5 separate regions of the Zea mays genome follow, and regions 1, 3, 4 and 5 are each linked to region 2. The links are chromatin contacts, called in public Hi-C maps. All regions are on one chromosome and are shown on one strand. The core of a region is the stretch at or near the end of the contact, and the rest is flanking DNA. Distances in the headings are between cores, read along the strand shown.

What was found. Hi-C and Micro-C count contacts between places; a contact is called where the count stands out from the background.
Region 1: a Hi-C map of tassel shows a contact between it and region 2, with 1.7 times the contacts expected there. The contact joins the promoter of LOC100193866 here to the promoter of LOC109939996 in region 2. A contact is called at or near these places in 2 of 25 Hi-C or Micro-C datasets (leaf and tassel).
Region 3: a Hi-C map of ear shows a contact between it and region 2, with 1.9 times the contacts expected there. The contact joins the promoter of LOC732837 here to the promoter of LOC109939996 in region 2. A contact is called at or near these places in 3 of 25 Hi-C or Micro-C datasets (ear, endosperm and leaf).
Region 4: a Hi-C map of leaf shows a contact between it and region 2, with 2.4 times the contacts expected there. The contact joins the promoter of GRF1 here to the promoter of LOC109939996 in region 2. A contact is called at or near these places in 14 of 25 Hi-C or Micro-C datasets (bundle sheath, ear, endosperm and 6 more) and 1 of 3 datasets of contacts at active chromatin or transcription factors (leaf).
Region 5: a contact with region 2 is called in a Hi-C map of endosperm, with 2.3 times the contacts expected there. The contact joins the promoter of LOC100283763 here to the promoter of LOC109939996 in region 2. A contact is called at or near these places in 4 of 25 Hi-C or Micro-C datasets (ear, endosperm, leaf and 1 more).

What each region holds. Positions count from the first base shown.
Region 1 is chr5:207,805,464-207,808,809 of Zm-B73-REFERENCE-NAM-5.0, forward strand. It overlaps LOC100193866 (DNA topoisomerase 2), which reads right to left and starts at 1,408. Exons shown (of 21, transcript NM_001359309.1): 1 at 802-1,408; 2 at 1-205. The coding sequence starts at 1,350. LOC103627591 (Tudor/PWWP/MBT superfamily protein) reads right to left here. Exons shown (of 4, transcript XM_008647895.4): 4 at 2,862-3,346.
Region 2 is chr5:208,089,968-208,093,740 of Zm-B73-REFERENCE-NAM-5.0, forward strand. It overlaps LOC109939996 (protein Brevis radix-like 2), which reads right to left and starts at 1,340. Exons shown (of 7, transcript XM_020538657.3): 1 at 892-1,340; 2 at 345-488.
Region 3 is chr5:208,425,715-208,429,504 of Zm-B73-REFERENCE-NAM-5.0, forward strand. LOC732837 (vitamin E synthesis4) reads left to right here and starts at 2,102. Exons shown (of 6, transcript NM_001112444.1): 1 at 2,102-2,537. The coding sequence starts at 2,171.
Region 4 is chr5:208,353,510-208,357,034 of Zm-B73-REFERENCE-NAM-5.0, forward strand. GRF1 (growth-regulating factor 1-like) reads right to left here and starts at 2,228. Exons shown (of 5, transcript NM_001112551.1): 1 at 2,111-2,228; 2 at 1,776-1,993; 3 at 609-1,056. The coding sequence starts at 2,217.
Region 5 is chr5:208,495,092-208,498,636 of Zm-B73-REFERENCE-NAM-5.0, forward strand. LOC100283763 (transcription factor GT-3b) reads right to left here and starts at 1,646. Exons shown (of 2, transcript NM_001156662.2): 1 at 1,481-1,646; 2 at 714-1,362. The coding sequence starts at 1,288. The coding sequence ends at 839. It overlaps LOC100382871, which reads left to right. Exons shown (of 2, transcript NM_001357055.1): 2 at 1-2,672. The coding sequence ends at 404.

The DNA of each region.
Region 1 (3,346 bases), core at 158-2,657, 280 kb before region 2:
CATCCAACTCGACCTTCACCGTTTTGCCGAGAGTGCCTGCCATATCAACAACTCTCTTCCTCATGAGGGCTACAACATCATCTTCGAGATGGGTCATGTTGAACTTGGCAAGATCAGGCTTGAAAGTGACCCTGGTCCAGTTCTCGCCCTGCTTGCACTTGGTAATCTGGGGCTCTGACTTCTTCCCCATGTTCTCATAGAAAACCTGGATTTGAATTCAAGAAGAAACTTCACACTCTGTATCTTGACATCTAGAATGGTTATCCCCTAACATGTGCAGATCAATTCATATTGACCATGCCATCTGGACCCTATAAATGTTGCTTTAAACTAGTGACCAATTGAGCCATAACCTTACTCACCAATGCTACAACAATTTAAGATGAAATTCCGTAAAAAAAATAGCGCGTATCACAAAAACAATTAGAGATCAGTATTAAATTGAAAAGGAATCTTAAGTGTTCTTAGGACAAAATCTATGAATCGATTCACTCCTAAACAACAAAGAGCAGATATACTGAACTGCTGAAAAAATGTGCACGCCTAGTAGAATTATTAAATCCCAACCTACACTCGAATGCTTTATCCACCAGATTCGAAACTGACAACACAAGGCACTTAGTTCTAATAATCATTTGTCTGGTCAACAGGACTATGGAACCCAAAGCAAAACATTCTAGTTGCGAATTTGTTCTGACAGATCTACCCCATTTCAATACACATCCACACAGGAAATATAACAAACCAAAAGGGTAAAACGCCCATTTGAAGAGCGCCCAAGAGACAGCCAAAACTTGTCACCTGCTTGTACTTCTTCTGGCGACGCCCATCGGCGGTCTCGATGACGAACTCAGTGGAGAAGATGTTAGTGAGTTTGGCGCCGTATCCGTTCCTCCCGCCGGTGGTCTTCTTCTCGTTGTCGTTGTAGTTGCTACTGGTGAGGAGGTGGCCCAATATCATCTCTGGCACGTAGACGCCCTCCTCCTGGTGGACCTCGACGGGGATCCCGTCGCCGTTGTTGTATACGGAGATGCAGCAGCTGTCGACGTCAATCTCGACGCGGAGCGCGTCCATCTTGGGATCCCGCTGCTTGTTGTCGGCGGCGTTGACGAGGATCTCGTCGAAGATCTTGTAGAGTCCAGGGACGTAGGTGACCGAGCGGTTCACCATGGCACCGTCCTCGTATATCCAAAGCGCCTGGGTGTGCTTCTCCACGGAGCCGATGTAGGTGTCAGGGCGCAGCAGGATGTGCTCCAGCTGCGTTTTCTTCTGGTACATCTCCTCGATGGTCTTGGCCCCGCCGCCTGCGGCGGCGTTGTGGCCGGAGCTGGAGTGCAGGGGGGCCGCCATGGCGGCGACGCGTTGCACACGGAGGTCGTGTGCCTGCACTAGGGTTTCAACTTTCAAGTCGGATGCGTGCGGAGTTGGGGGATGGGGTTGGGGGGTTTATCGAGAGCTATTTTGCTATTTTGTCAGCCTTAGTTGTGAGCTTATTTAGTTTACTATCACACTCATAAATCATAAATACATATGGTCTCACACGTGATGAATACTAGATAACATAATAGAATAGAGTCTAAACTAGGAGTGACAAAATAGCAATTTTTCGTTTACCTAAGCCCAAGGGCTCTGTGCTGCCAACGGTCCTAGAATTCGAAATTTGAATTTGGGGTGCGGGAGTCACGCGGCGGGCTGGGGAACGGACGGTGGAGATTGAACAGCGGATATCCACTATCCACAGTCCAGTCTTCTGTCTGACCCTGACGCTCCAGGCTCCAGCGACAGCGAGCCGTGGACAGAGAATTTTTTTACTAAGCTGCGGGACAGACCATCCATAACCGTATCCCTATTCAAAATATACTCTACAAACAATACAATCTACTGTGTAAAAAGTGTTTTTTACTATATAGATGAACTATTGTACATTACACCTATATGGTCACTAAAACACTGTTTTGCATCATTTTATATTGTAGATTACACTGTTTGTAGAGTGTAGTTTGAATATGGGTATGAATATAGGTAAGCTGCTGGAGATGGACAATCACTTCTACACCCATAACATCCTCTAAATTCATCGAACGAATTACACCTACACACACTCAACTAACGATTCAAATCGCTAGATAATTTTCTTCTCTTTTACTCACTTAAATCAAATGATCAATGTTATTTGGATCATCATTTCTTCCTCGTCACACACACGCACAGTAATCCTTGCCTTCCCCTCCCTTCTCCCCTCACTCGCGTCGCCATCGCCTGCCCCTTCCCTTCCTCTCCCCGGGGCCGTTTAACGAGCTGTTTAGTTCCACTCAACTGAAGTTTAGTCCCTGTCATATCAAATGTTTGATTAAGAGAAATAAAGGGCATAGATTATACCAAAATTTGATTTCTAAATCACCCATTCCTTTCATGCCCAACCTACTCCATGACACTTGTGGATCCTAACAATTCTACGGTGACGACTATTAGTACTCCTTAGGATTGCACCAGGGAATTCTCCGTTGAAAAATGGCTCACCATCCTTGTCCCCGTAGGTAGGGCTCGGAAAAAAACATGTAACTTGATACTCGAACTTGAAATATCCAAACCTCAAATTTTATTCAGAAATTTTGAATGACAACCGCTATAATACTCATTATTATCATATTACTGAACTTAAACAAGATTAATATCAAAATAAGGGGAGCATTAGGAGGTTTCCTTAGTTACAAGCATCACTATATAAAAATCTGTCATGCAGCATTTTATTGAGAGAAGATCAAGCCGTTCCACAGCTTGCTTCTGCAGCGCAGCAACTGGATGTATAAGATTATATATATATACTGTAGCAACAGTGCATATTTGCAGCTTCAGCAGTGTTAAAATCAGAGTAAACGGTAGCTCAGCGCAGCATTTTATGGAATGATCTTTTTGTTCACAATGTCTATGGAGGAATCTTCACATGGATGACTAGGTTGTTACACCATTTGGATGTTGGAGTACTTGCTCTGATATATTACATCGACTAGATACACATGCTTCTAAACATACAGCTGAATCAACTACATCTCGACAACAAATAACAGATACATCAGGATATAATTGGGGGATTATACATGTCATTAGAAAACCTATGACCTATTGCTATATATGATGACACAAATGTTTTAACTAAATTGACACCTAAAATGCTTAAGTTAGTACTTTACAGTAAACAGTTGTGACGAAACCAAAAGACAGCCACCAGTCCTAGACTCCTAGCTACATCAAAGAGTACCCCTTCATGGTATCAACGGCTCAGCTGCTCTGAATCATTCATGATCTGTCTCCAGTCAGAAATACACAAGCTGCTCTGAAGCATTCA
Region 2 (3,773 bases), core at 90-2,589:
CTAGCTAGCAGTTGACAAACACTTGGAGCCAACTACGGTAGTACGTGGGTCCTTGCGCTTTGAAAGCCCCTTTGTTTTGTTTCCATTGAGAAGAAGGGGCTCAAGGAGAGCAGAAGCAACAAGGATGCACATACTGCCCGGATAAATAGGCGCTTTTAGGCAGGCGCGGGCAGGGGCCACAGCAATTTTCATTTATTTATTTTTTGTTCGGTGACTGGGAGACTGTTGGCAAACACCAGCTCTCTGTATCAGCCGGGACAAACCTCCCCAATAAACATGCTACCCAGAGATTAGCAACCAATAATGGCAGTGGTTGATGCCAAAGCTAGGCACAGTTAACTTACCGGTTAGCAAACGCACACCAGATGTTCCCTCCCCGTCTCCACGCGAACTGGCCTGCCACGCCCACGACGACAATGCTCAGCAACAGCGGAATCTGCTTACTGCTGCCTGCCTCTGACGATGATATGAGCTCAAGTGATGAACACCTGCAAAAGAGAGAGAGGCCGATCATATGAGCAAGCCGGCGAACACATGTGAGGCGCGCCAGATTAACAAGCAATCCTGTGTCGATAAAAAGGAGCAAGCGAGTACTCATTGCCGGGCAAGGGTGTCCACGCCAGATCAAAAGGCGACAGCAGGAAACAATGGTGATTGCCCCGCGGCCCCCCCGGATGGACCCAAGAAAGAAAGGGTCGGAGATCTTGATGATCAGCATCATGTCACAGCCAACGGAGCAGCACAGAGATAAAGGCACACATACACAAAAAGAAACAATGTATCGAGAAACGAGTAGAGAGAAGCAGAGCAAACGAGGCCCCAATGCTAGTATGCTCTAAGAGCAAGATCTTGCCATGAGAACAAGAAGTCGCGAAGTCCCCCCCCCATTACCTTCCCTGGCCTTCTTCTCCCGGGTTGGCTCCCTGCCTGCCTGCCGCCGCCGCCTCCCGGGTCAGATATCTGGAGCAGGCGCGAGCTGAATGGAGGAAAACAGCGGCAGGCGGCGGTGGAGCAGCAAGATCCCGCTGGCTGGGGCGACGACAACGGCACCGAGTGGGCAGAGCAGCCTGCCGCCGCCTTTTGGATGGTAGCGGGCGGTCCGCGGTCGAGGCCAAACAGACGGCAACAGCACGGGGGAGGAGATTTCTTCCCCTTGTTCTTTTTTTTTTGTTGCTCCGAGATCAACAGCGGCGCAGGGGAGGGAGAGGTGGATGGAGTGGAGGAGGGTGGAGTGGAGGGTGAGGGAGGCAGGTGCGGGAACTGGGCCCCGGATTCGCTCCCCGCCGTCTGATCCGCGCCCCCGAAATCGAGCGAGACCACGCGCGGACCGAGCCTGTCCCCGTGTATTTATACATGGCGCTGCAGGGTGGAGCGGGCCCCACGCGATCGGGGCCGTCCGTATCGCCCGCCGGGGGACCGCCAGCCGGCACTGGATTGGAGCAGTCCGGACTGCGGAGCGAGCGATGCTTCTTCCTGCTTGCGTGGCGGCGTAGGCCACACACACCGCGGGCGGGTCGCCCGCCTGGCCGAGCCGAGGGTTCACGGGACGGGTTGCATGCTTTGCAGCTGCGAGCTATCCTGCGAGGTGGTGTCATGGTGTGTGGTAGTGGTAGGGCAGCGGCGGTGATGCATGCGCCGTGTCGTCGCGGGCTCGTCCGGTGCACGGTTTCGATGGCTCGGTTCGGTGCGCCACACGCCCACACTAGGCGCTAGGCCGCATCATCTTGGAGCATCATGAGGGTGCGCGCGGGGCGTTCTCGGCGTTCCATCATGCGAACGCCGTGTGGGGTGTGGATTGGGGTGCCGTGCCGCCCGGAAATGGTAATGCATGCTACGTATGCTGTTACCTACTGTTCCCGTGCCCCTCCGATTTCCAGCATGCACTTAACGACGACTGATGGAATCGATTGGTGGCCCGATCAAAGAAAAAAGAGCTTCGCTAGCACATCCGCTCCACAGCCAGACAGCCTCCGCTGAACTGGCCAGAGGAACAAACAGTTCGCGTGGAAGTATTAGTATTGGGTCGTCAGTCATCCATCAATTGTTTCCATGTACAGCGTACCCGGTGTCAAAGCAGAACAGTTGATGATGTGACAAGTAGTACAGTTGCCATAAACGGAAATTGGAGTTTAGAATAATCCAATGGAAGACTCCACCGTGGGAAGGGCATCTACATGCACGCTTGGTTCCCAATAATGTCGAATACACTCAATATTTAGAATATCTCCATACTGCCTATTTCTCTGTTTCAAACTCCACTCAACAAACAATCTACGCAATACTTTACAGGGTCTGCTGAAAATTGCTTACCACAGTGTACCATCAGACCGTGATTTATAGACATTAAACAGTAAGCCAGACACTTATTGTTTATTCATTCAGACTAAACGTTTACTTAACCAGATAAACAACCATAAAAACATGATAAACCAATTATAAAAAAAAATTGTGTACCATCATATAGCGTTTAAATAAATAGTGTATGAACAGACTAAATGACCGTTTAAGCGAATAATGTTCTCAACCTAGAAACTCGTCTATTTATGTTCACGTCTTTTTAGGTCAAACACTAATGATCTATGGATCCCGCTAGCGGGGATCCAGACCTTAGAGAACCTCTCTACGAGACGGCGGATAAGATGCAAGACAAATAACACTACAGATATTGGTATCTTTTTAGGGCCAACTAGCAATGAACCCTAATGCCTTCACGTGATGTGTAGGTCCTTGAGTTTGGCTCTGCGAGGTACCGAACGGTCCGCGATAGGTCATCGTACCGTCTGCGGTAGGGTGACGAACCATCCGCAATGCGCGCGGATAGCTCCTGGGTGTACGGCTGGTGTTTGGGTTACCCGAATTTTTTGGTTCAGGTAATTAATTTTTTGGGTTTTGAGAAGTCTTATCGAAAATTGCATAAGATATTATAGTACTCAGAAAATTCGGGTACCCCACAATTTAGGTTCGGTTAACGGGTACTCCCGAATCACCCGTATTAAAACACACATGAACTAGCGGTAGCAACCGCATGGAGACTCTCACACAGAGCCTGTACCCAGATGCCAAATATGATATTCAACACATGCTCTCCTGCATTTTGGTAGAGCTTGGCGAACTAAAAGCACCTGGTACTACCAGCCTTTTCGGGAACAATAGATTACACAACATGTCTTGTTCCCAAAATATGAACTCTAGCCTGATGTAATTTATCGGCTCTTGTGATCAAACAATATAACAATTTAATAGAACCATAATACATAGAGGCCATTTAGAATTGTATCCTCGTCGGCCATGGCTACCTATTTCTTATATTTAGCAAGAAACTGATCAATAGTAGGGTCGGCACTGCTGAGCCGACCAGACGTCTTGGACGCGTTTTGCTTCCCAGTACCTATTTGGGGACGTTGTGGTCTAACAGTTTGAGGTTGCTGCCGCTCCTGGTTTAGGGTTTATGATTTAGATTTGGGGCTATAATTTTGTATTAATGGGATTTACAAATTGTTAACCAATGTATACCAAAATTTGAATTATACCTATTGTCCGGACTGTATTGTGTCCTACCATTTTGTATTACTGGTTCAAATGGGGGCACAAAAACTCTGCCTTTGGCAATACGGCATATGGTGCGGTCGATCAAGTTCGATCTGCATAGCCCCTCGAGAGGCTTTGCGAAAAGAAGCGTTGGCAATGGCAACGTTAGGCCCGAGCGCAGAAAAAAGCTAAAGGGCAAAAACTAAAGCGATCGAGTTGCGGTGGCTGCATGATAGTTTCTTGAG
Region 3 (3,790 bases), core at 852-3,351, 340 kb after region 2:
TCCTCCGTCTGCGAGATCTTTGGTCGGCTTCATGGTTCTAGGCTTTGTGTTTCTACCGGCGGATGCGTGACGGAGAATCACTTTCCCTGACCTCCTCACCCTTTTCTCAACCTGTGATTCATTGTTTGCGTGCTCTGTTGGTGAGATCCGGAAAAACAACTTTTAGTTCCTATGTGCTAGTGACATATGAGGATGCCATGCAAGGAAAATCTGAACAACATCTTCTGTATAACATTTTTTCTTCTTCGAGAAAGAATTAGCACCGCTGTCAGATGAACAATGCATGGATAAGTTCGGTGCAGTCCTACTTCACAAAGATAAACGTTTCATTCTAATTAGAGCCAGTATCTCTTCCCTTTTAACTGAAACCATTCACCCAGATGCCCCATCGATGCACAGAAACAATCGTCAAATCAGCTTAGATTAGACAATGGCATTAACGGTAGATGTAATGTCGTTGCCTCCAGATCACTGGATATGCAGAAACATAACATATACTACTTGTAGACAAGACAAACATATGAGGTTAATAAAGATAGACGTAGCCATAGAAACTTTGAAAGATACCATGCAAAGTTTAGACTGCAAGAAACAAGGAATATTATTCAATCATTAACTGACCGTTGCTACTATATCAATTTATTCATTCTTTGCATTGGCTAGCTAAAATGTCAGAACAAAACAAAATCAAAACTGAAGTACTCTCGATTATTCTAGCAAGTTCTAGTTGCCGTGCCAACAGGTCAGATTCGATTGCATCAACAGTCTTGCACTATAGCATACCTACCCAACATGGATGGTGAAGACTAGTTTGTTCGAAGCTCAATTTTCTTGCGTGGCGGTTAAAAAGCAGTGGCGAAGGACAAAAAAAAATAAATGAGGTATGGCAACATACCTGGTTTCTGGTAGAATAAAAAGAAAAAAATGGTGCAAACTGCAGGAATGTACCTGGTAGCTAGGAGAAGAAAGAAAAACGGACCAACAGAAGGGATTATATATCGACCAAAGCACAACCACTACTCCACATATGCTTTAGTACTCAAGTGAGATATAAAATTTGAGGTATGGCAGCTGCTATATTGCGCCATAATGGGTACTCCGTCACTGTTAAAAAGTGATGGGAGTCTCATATATCGTATATGCACAGTGCACCTATATGATGCATAGATATTATTAGATTATATTATAATATATAAACTTATAGTTAATGACATAAATATTGGTATTTATTATAAAAATGTTAAACTCAAAGGCTAGTTTGGTGGGGCTTTAGACCATCCTAAAATGCCTCCGTATCTCTAGTTTTGGGCTTTTGGCTCCTCTTGTGAAGCTAAAGACGTTTGGCAAAAATAAATCTAGTGACAATTTATTACTCCGTCCATACCAAATTAATATTCGTTGTATGAATCTGGGCAAATGTAGAAAACAAATTCATTAATTATTGTATAAATCTATTAAAAATGAAATTGGATTTTAATTTACAACAGATAGAGTATAATTCTACAACTTTAAAGCACTTACATCATGGGAAACCGAACGAGCTATAAAAAAGGATCAGCCTTCTTTTCAACTCATATTTTCCTTGGCCTTTTGACTAAGTTAAAATGTAACATTTGCTCTTGTCGGTTTAATATATGAAATATAAACCATATGTTCAGTTTCATATTAAATTTATTTTTTATATGTATCAAATATAATTGTGTGCCGTCGTAACATGGATATTGTACTATCTAGTTACGTTAAATCTGTAAGGAAGATCAGAAAACACTGCGTTTTCTCAACTCTGGTTTCGGAGCCCTCTTTGCAAGCGTTGTTTTTAAATGGCCATTTGGCATAGCTCTATATTAAGAATCATAAAAAAGTCCAAATCGGAGCTACACCAAAAGGAGACCCTTGAATAGTTTGATTAAAAACTAGTATTGTACAATTTTTCATAACGGAGATAGCACGAAACTAGGATTTTTCATTTCACATTTTCAGCAAATTCACACGGCCACGTGGGGCATGGATATTCAAGGGACAAGGGGCACCACGTTGTCCATTTCCCTGCCGGCACCTCTACTTTATCACTAGGCTACGAAACAGTGCCGCGGTGCGCGCACACACAGCCACCACAGCCCAGACCCCTCGCCTCGGCCTCTTTTAAATATCGCGCATCCCGGCGCCGCAAATGGCTCACGCGGCGCTGCTCCATTGCTCCCAGTCCTCCAGGAGCCTCGCAGCCTGCCGCCGCGGCAGCCACTACCGCGCCCCTTCGCACGTCCCGCGCCACTCCCGCCGTCTCCGACGCGCCGTCGTCAGCCTGCGTCCGATGGCCTCGTCGACGGCTCAGGCCCCCGCGACGGCGCCGCCGGGTCTGAAGGAGGGCATCGCGGGGCTGTACGACGAGTCGTCGGGGCTGTGGGAGAACATCTGGGGCGACCACATGCACCACGGCTTCTACGACTCGAGCGAGGCCGCCTCCATGGCCGATCACCGCCGCGCCCAGATCCGCATGATCGAGGAGGCGCTCGCCTTCGCCGGTGTCCCAGCCTCAGGTGCGTCTACGCCCGTATCCTGGTCGTACATAGTGATGAGAATTGGGCTCAGGCTCGCCCGAGTCCATAGTGGTTTGAGCTAAATGGGCTTGGCCCAGAAGCACTAAAACTTTTTTTTTTGGATCGTGTCATGACTCATGACAGCTCAAAGAGCAGAAGAGTAGAAACAGTGACTTATTCTGGACCTAAAATATGCTGTGACTTTGTTGAGCTGTACCGACCCAAACCCGATTCATATATTTAAACTATATAAAATTTAAATACTACAACCACACGAAGTACATAGCTTACTAAACTAAAGACAATAAACAACGTAAGCACCAAACATGAAGTTTAAATATTACAACCATATAAACTTTATAACTTACTAAATTAAAGAAATTATAAGCAATATGACCTTTATTAGGCCATGTCGGTCCAAGCTTGACCCATACGTGCGGGCTATGTTGGGATCTGATGGACTGGAATTTGAGGCTCAGTCATACACATATTATTTTGTGCTGGATCGTAATTTGAACTCCTGTTTTTTATGGTGCTCGTCATGATTAAAAAACCTCGACCCGTATTAGGAGTACTAGTCGCACATTTGGGTGATTGTGTCCACCGGCACCGCCCAGGTTATCGCTACCCGATTGGTTGAAAGCGGCCGGCCAATCCGGGTCCCGGCTCGCAAAGCTAGGAAACGGCCCTGTCTTTTGTCCAAGAGAAAATTCCTGGTATGCCATCAGATTTTATACTCATCCCTTGTGTGCCACTGAGTGGCATATAGGTATATTTTTTGGTGTCTATGACATGTGGGGCCAGTGGCATACAAGGAATGAGTATATTTTCCAGTGGCATACAGGGAATTGGCCCTTTGTCCAAAGACTCACGGAGTCACGGGGCACGGTACGGCACGGCACTACGCTATTTCTATTTATTCCACCTGCTTTCCTGGCTTCCTGCCCCTTTCATCCTTTGTCCTGTTTGTCCGGTACTGTACTCCGGTTGTTAAGGTTTCTCGCTCAGAGATAGTATGTATGTACGCATGTGTGTCTTACTGTCTTTACTCTCTCTCTCTCTAAGGGGGTGTTTGGTTACCCCAAACTAAAATTTAGCCCCTGTCATATTGAATGTTTGAACCTCCGTTCCGGGTATTAAATGTAGTCGGATTATAAAACTAATTTGTCAGCCGAAGATTAAAAGACGAGACGAATCTAGTCCAGTTGGTTGGGTCTATATTTCATACTCCTATTTAAAAGTCAAACGCTTGA
Region 4 (3,525 bases), core at 978-3,477, 260 kb after region 2:
TTTATTACATGCTGCCCCCTAAAAGAGTTGCAAGAGCAACGACTTGATCCTGCGAGATCATAAAGACGTGGAGTAATGGCCAGGGAAGGACAGCATCAGCAAGCAGCAGGCACCAGCACTGCGACCGCTGGACACAAACAAGTTCCATCTTTATGCGCAGCACCAGCACGAATTCGAAGCTGGGTCTGTGCCGAAGCCAACAAGGCTGTGCGCTGCACACCTGCACGTCCACCTGCCCTGGGCACAACTATCTCGTAGAGACATGGACACTGCCTGGGCTTCAGCAGGGGTTTAGAACTGAACTCATTAATAAAGCGTGGCCAGGCAACCAGCCAGCGCCTGAACTCTAACGTAATCTCTTGAAGTGAGTAAAGTCCTCGTAGGCCATGCTGATTTTGCCAGTGAAGTACTACGGAGCACGCACTACGCTACTGGTTTTGATTGCCACTGATGCCAAACAGACAGAGATTAGTGAACGATCATCGGTAAAATGTTATAGCATGTGTGGCCATCTGACGCCAATCAGTTAAAATCGATAGCACTGTTAGAAAAACAGGATAGCATTGGTCACTGGAGAGGAAATAAAAGAAAAGGGAAAGAATAGTCACCTGAGATCCTTTGCAGTTCCACCACCAAGAGCTGCGTAGGAGTAGCTGGCAGCACTGTCCATGTGCAGCTGAGACGATCCCCCCATCGACGAGGAGAACGGGGAGGAGATATTGCCGGACCCGCCAACTCCTCCTCCACCACCAGTGCTGCCGGCGATGGCCGGGTAGAGAGAGTGGTTCTGGAAGCCGCTGCCGTTGGTGGTGGCGGCGGCGGCGGCTGCCAGGGGCGGAGCGGCGGAGACGGCTGCGGCGGCGGGCGGTTGGGACTGGGGCGCGAGCTGCGTTTCCACAGGCTTTCTTGAACGGTTGCGGCCGCGGTGCATGTGGCGCTCGCAGTACTTGGAGTCCGGGGCGGCCTCCTTGGAGCACCGCCACTTCTTGCCGTCCGTTCGCCGGCACCGGCCGGGCTCCGGATCCAGTTTCCTCCCCAGGTACGGTCCGTACCCGACTGCACAGATCACGCCGAGAAAATCAGACGCTGTATTTAAGCATCACTTGTGCGTTTGCTTTTATCATCGTGCATCTGCATGTACGCAGCAACTACGCGTGCATCTGGATCTGCAGTGTCCAAATGGATTGCCATTTGGTAGTACAGGACAGTACCGATGCAGGCGCAGTCGGACGAAATGGCGAGCAGCTAGCGGAGAGCTGCTGCAGATTGCATTCAATGAATTTGCTTGCTGCCGAGGGGGCGACCTCTCACAGTTACGTAGTATTGATCATCCAGAAGCCAGAAGGAGAGGAAATAAATGGCAAAAGAAAAGTATTCGTACTATTGAGCCACAACGATGCGTGCTACTGATTCTAACCTCTATTCCAACAACTACTAAGCTCGGTATCAAATCAAAACAGCACGAAATGACGAGCTACCTAGCTAGCTCTGCCTCATCATTTGATGAATCAGCTCGGATTAAAAAAACAGAAACTTTCCGGGAGCAAATCGGGGGTCTTGTATGAAACACGCGCACGGTTCTTGAATCGCGCACCAGGGATTAACAAATGACTGGAGCAAATTAACTAATGGAGGCAAAGTACGCTTGGCTGGAATAAACAAAGAGTCAGGATCCCGGGGAGGGAGCAAGCAGCCAAGCACCCCGGACGCAGTACAGGAAGGAGATGGAGTCTGGCAGGGCGCCGAGAGGAGAGGGAGGGAAATGCCGTACGTACGTGTGGGTTGGCCGTAGAAGCGGGTTGCGAGGGAGTCGAGGCCGCGGCGGATTGGAACCACGAGATCCGGCGGAACGGGCACGCCCGCCACCAGGTACTTGTATATGAGCGCCTGCTGCTCCAGCTCCTGGTACTGCGCCGGCGTGAACGGCACCACCGGCCTCGCGGCCGGCCACCTCGCGCTCGCCTGGGCGTCCTCCTCGCCCAGCCCGCCGCCCCTGCACCAGCACACATACCACCACGTCGTCACAACACAACCGCGAACCAGACGGGCATCAATGGGAGACGACACTACACGAGCCAAGAAGCGATGAGCGACGGTGGTGGATACTTACGCGGAGAGCGGAGTGGAGCGGCAGAAGGGGACGAGGGACGCCGTGGCTGTGGAGGAGCGGTGGTCGGCGGCGCCTGCCGGGGAAAGAGAGGCATACGGCATCGCCATCTCAACCTGTCTCTCTCGCGCGCTGCTTGCTCCCCGCGGCCGGTCGCGCTCGCGCCCCCTCTTTAATGAGCCCCCTCCCTCCGCAGGCGCAGGCTGGGCTCGTGATGTGCTTTGCTTCGCTCCCTTCCCTCGCTCGCGCGCGGCTGCCTTTATTGCCCGCTTTGTCTCTCTCTGCGTCGCTGTCTGCCTCGCGCTGGAACGTCAGGCACTCATCAGGCGTGTCGTCGTCTCCCGGAGAGGCGGCGAGCAAGACTAAGCTACTACCTAGGGAGGCATTTGGATCAAGCCGGCTGGTTTTAGATGTCAAACAGAATGTTAAGCGTAATCTGGTGTGTGTGGTCGTCTGGACAAGGCTGGCCAAATGACACGAGGAGGGCACTACTACTACGTACTACTACGAGCCTGGCCTCTGGCTTTAGCTCTACTGCTCCGACCCCGTCCCCGGCTGACCTAGCTAGATGACAAGCGAGGCCTGCCTCCCCCTCTGTCCGGTTGTCCCTCTGGCGTTGTGGTAGTCCGTAGCACGGTAGCAGGCTTCTGTGTATTGCTCTCTCTCCCTCCTCGTCCTCACGTACTAGTACAGCTTTCTTCTGTTTCCTATGCTGCTTTGTTTGTTTCCGACTCGGATATTTTTTGCGCGAGCGGAGTGGATATGGATGCAGGCACTGTAGCAAGGGTGGTGACAAGCATCGTGTTGGAGGAGTGACTGCGGATTTGGGCTGTGTCTGCGTCGCGGTTCCCAAGGCCGGCACTTAAAGGCCACAGGACACTGGAGGGTGCGGCATGAAGCGGAACGCCGTTGCCGTCTGCACTTCCGCTCTTCCGTCATGGCCTCATGGCTCGTTGGATGCTCTGATCAAGGGCTTTACGATTCTATCTAAAAACCGATTTATAATAAAAATTAGGTATACATGTTTAGAATTGGGTTTTTATAAATAAGTTTCTAGCTTTTTTTCACACCCAAAGACAAGTCTATCATTGCTTTAATTTCATTTCTCTTTGATGTCAATTTTAAATATACCTTGAACTCGTATTCTTGAATTCAAAATTATTAAATTAAATATTAATTAAACATTTGAACAGGGCAGAGTGGGCATGGAGAGAATCAAGTGCATAGGCCATTAGGCCTCAGAGCGGTGATAATCGTCGTAGTTTCTATCCAAACCAACTAAGAATAGTACGGAAATATGCTAGAAATTCAGTTTCTAGAAACCAAAGCATAAACTGCCATATTTAGAACCACATCGTTTTCTTAAAAGCTCAGTGCTTTTAACTATGCCCTTAATTAAAACCCAAACATATATGTAC
Region 5 (3,545 bases), core at 396-2,895, 410 kb after region 2:
ATCAGTTCTTTCAGAAAGGCCAGCCTGTTCTCCCAAAACTTGTCCACAGGTGGCTTTCCCCACGGGTTCTGGCATATTGGTTCATGTCTGGGGGCGTCAGACTGCAATCGGGTGATATTGTTCTTAAGGTCAGTGGCGGGGACACTGGTGGTGTTGAGAGAATTGTGAAGTCCTTGCAAGCACAACAATCTTTAGCATGTAAAGTGAAGAGGAAAGGGAGATTCTTTTGGATAGGTTTCCAGGGATGTAATGCCGACTCTTTCTGGAAAATAGTCGAAACTTATGTACTGGACAGTTTTGCTAGTTCCACCGAGGAAAGCCACAATGTAGGTTCTGATGGCTTGCAAGACTATACATATTATGAGAGTGATACGCAGAGGCATGGTAGAGAAAGTGAGGAGTGAGGATAGACTTTGTTCACAAGTTGTCTACATTACTTTCCTACTAACACCTGTCGCCCAGATTGATCTATCACCTTTCCAGCTGATCGTCTGTGGTTGCAGTATTGTACTATAGACAGTCGTGAGCAGAGAGAGATATGAGTAGCTTGGTGGATTCCCTTGTTATTGTACCTGGATTTGCACAGATGTTCAGTTTTTGCTGCCCATTAGTTTGTTGGGTTCCATGATTTCCAGCTGAAGATGCGTCATCTCCAGAAGAGTCAGTTACGATTACGACAGCGTATTCTAGTATGCCACTTTGCAACCTAGAACTTAACAATTGACCTGCAGTCAGCTAACATTATTTCCATGTAAAGAAGTATATGAACGAAGCAATCCTAGTCAACTACAATCTATCCTGATTTTCTATCCTAATCTCTCGCCGGATCTGCGATGGACTAGAGGTCTCCCTGCAGGAGCCTGGTGAGCAAGGTAGTGAGAAGCGCGTCCCTTCTCTCCGCCCTGTCCTCCTCCCTCATCCTCCTCTGCTCCTCGCGCTCCGCCCACGCCTGCTCCAGCATCAGCCTCTCCTGCTCTATCCTCTGCATCGACTGCCGCCATTGGTCTTCGAAGAACAGCCGCTCCCGCGCCCTCCTCTCCATCGTCTCCTGGCGCTGCGCGTCCAAGCGCAGCTGCTGCTCGAAGAAATCGCGCAGCAGGCCACGAACGGCGGACGTCGACGTCTGCGCGTCCTTCGTGTTCCTGCTTCGTCGGGGCGGCTCGTCGTCGTCGCCGCCGCCGCCGTCGTCAGGTTCCTCGCGTCCCGACGGACCGGCCGGCCTTTTCAGCTTCTTTCTACCGGGAGCCTGGACCGCTTCGGACCCTTGGAGCTGCTGCTGGCTCTGCATGTCTCTGCTGCGACTCCTCCTCTGAGGAAGGGAAGTGAAACGGCTGCCGTCTGTTCCAGATGTTGCGCGAATCCCTGGTGAAAATGACGGTCTTTAGTGACAGGCTTAGAGAGACAAACATGGGCGCACCGATCCTGTTGCGATTCTCGGCAACCAAGTGAATGCGCAGGAAGAGCATGGAACGAGACTGACCTTGTTGTGGCGTCCGATGAGGCTCTTCGTCCTCGCTAGCGCTCCTTGAGTACTCGGGGTCGGGGATGCAGCGCTGCTGATCTGGCTGCTGCTGCGCGTGCCCCCGAGCTGCGATGAGCACTCGCTCGGTCTCCTGGTCCTGGCTCCCCGCGCGCCGTCAGATTTTGCAGTCCCACGAGCGGCGCGAGTACATAAAGGAAACGCGTACGTGCTGCCGGTGCTGGTGAATGTGGAAGGCGAGATCGCGTGGGGGGCGTCTGGCACGACCCGGGCCGGGAGACGGGATTAGACAGACAGCGGCCTGCATGCAGCAGCAGCGCCCGTCGTTTTTTTCTCTCTCCCCCGTCTCGTGTTTTTCATCGCCTTTCTGACACTTCCCGACCGCCTCGACGCTCCAAATTCACCGTTTCACACGTCCCCAGCAATGTGAATGGCTTTGCTGCTGTCCACACGGGCAGGGGCAGTGCAGCTCGCCACGTCATCCTGGATCCCCGTGGTCGCCCCCGACATGTTGATCCGTACTGCGACCGTATGGAGGAATGCCGCCGATGGGAGATCTCGCGACGCGCAGTTCTTGTTTGTTTGTTTGTTTCCAGGCCGGTCTGCAGCGGCTAGCGACATTATATTGACCCGTGACCTCTTCTCGTTCAGCACGGCTCGGAGCATGGCGGCCGTCAACGCAATCCGCCGCGCGCCTTCGCACGACAGCGATGACGTGCACGCACCAGCAGCAGCGCGATCGCTGTCAGCTGGAACGCGCCGCCCGGCCCGGTCGTTGTTGAGCATTTTTTACCCTTTCCAGTGGAGGAGGAGCGGGCGTCACACTGATGAGGCCATTTTTTTGATGTGCAGGTGACGGTGTCACGGTACAGCTAGCTAGTCACATGCGTGTTGGCAGCGGCTGCGGCAGTACGACAGATCGAGCAGCCGAATCCTGCAAGGGTGCCGTGCAGTGCAGAGGCATCCGGCGCTTTTCTGCAGATTCGCGCAGCGCCCTGCGGCCCTGCCCCCGTCACCCGGTCAGGCGTTAGTGCCACTACTCCAATGTCCAATCCGATAGGCTTTTGGAGCATCTTCACTGGTTCCAAAAAAAAAACAAATCTTTCTAAAATCAATTTAGAGTGCTGTAATTATCAGCTATGCTCAAACAGTTCTTTAGATGAGGTCCTCAAAGGTACAAACTTTCTAAATATCTCTTTTAGTCCGAGACTTGGAAGTTGTTTGTTCGCCATCGAATTCGTGTTCTTACACAAGTGATGCACTTTGAATGATATGATCTGCAGAAAAGATGAATTCATCATTTTCGTCTGACAAGTCTGAAGATGACCCATCTAAAATTTTAGAGGAAAGTGAACGACAACGATTCATACCGAATGAAAATAGTAAAGAGAAGAACAATGATTATTAAGCTTTATCATACAGATGAAATCAAATCTAAAGCTACACGCAATAACTAGAAATAACTAGAAAAGTTAAGTTGACATAATTTAAAAATATTTAACAACCTAAGAATCGGGAACCGTTCGATGCTAAGATTGTTTTTGTTCCAATATTTATTTAGAAACTTGTTAAATCTGAGTATGAGGAGTTCTTTTTTAGAGAACTAATAACTAAAGAGCAACTTCAATAGTTCTCTAAATAACTCTCTAAATCTTAAATTTAAGAAGTGAACAGAAAAATGCTTCTCCAATGGTTCTCTAAATAGACTTGCTAAATTTACTTAGTTGCTATTCAACTCTATTTACTCTCCACATTTAGCAACTCGGTAGGAACTCCCTAAATACAGTTGACGTCAATTTCTTCACACTAGCGTGATTATTTTTACCTTTCCCATACAATGAGATAGCCAGGTATAACACACTCTTTTTTTATTTTCTAGCATAATGAGGTAGCTAGGTCAAACACGTATGACGCAAGTTTCTCCTTCACCGTCGAACCTAACTTTCTCATAGATTGCGTCACCGGACCACCACTCATCCATAATTCATATCGACCGACCTTTTTTCTTCCGCCCTCATATCCTCTGCTCTCAACCTTATTATCAGGCAGATCTCATAGGGACAGG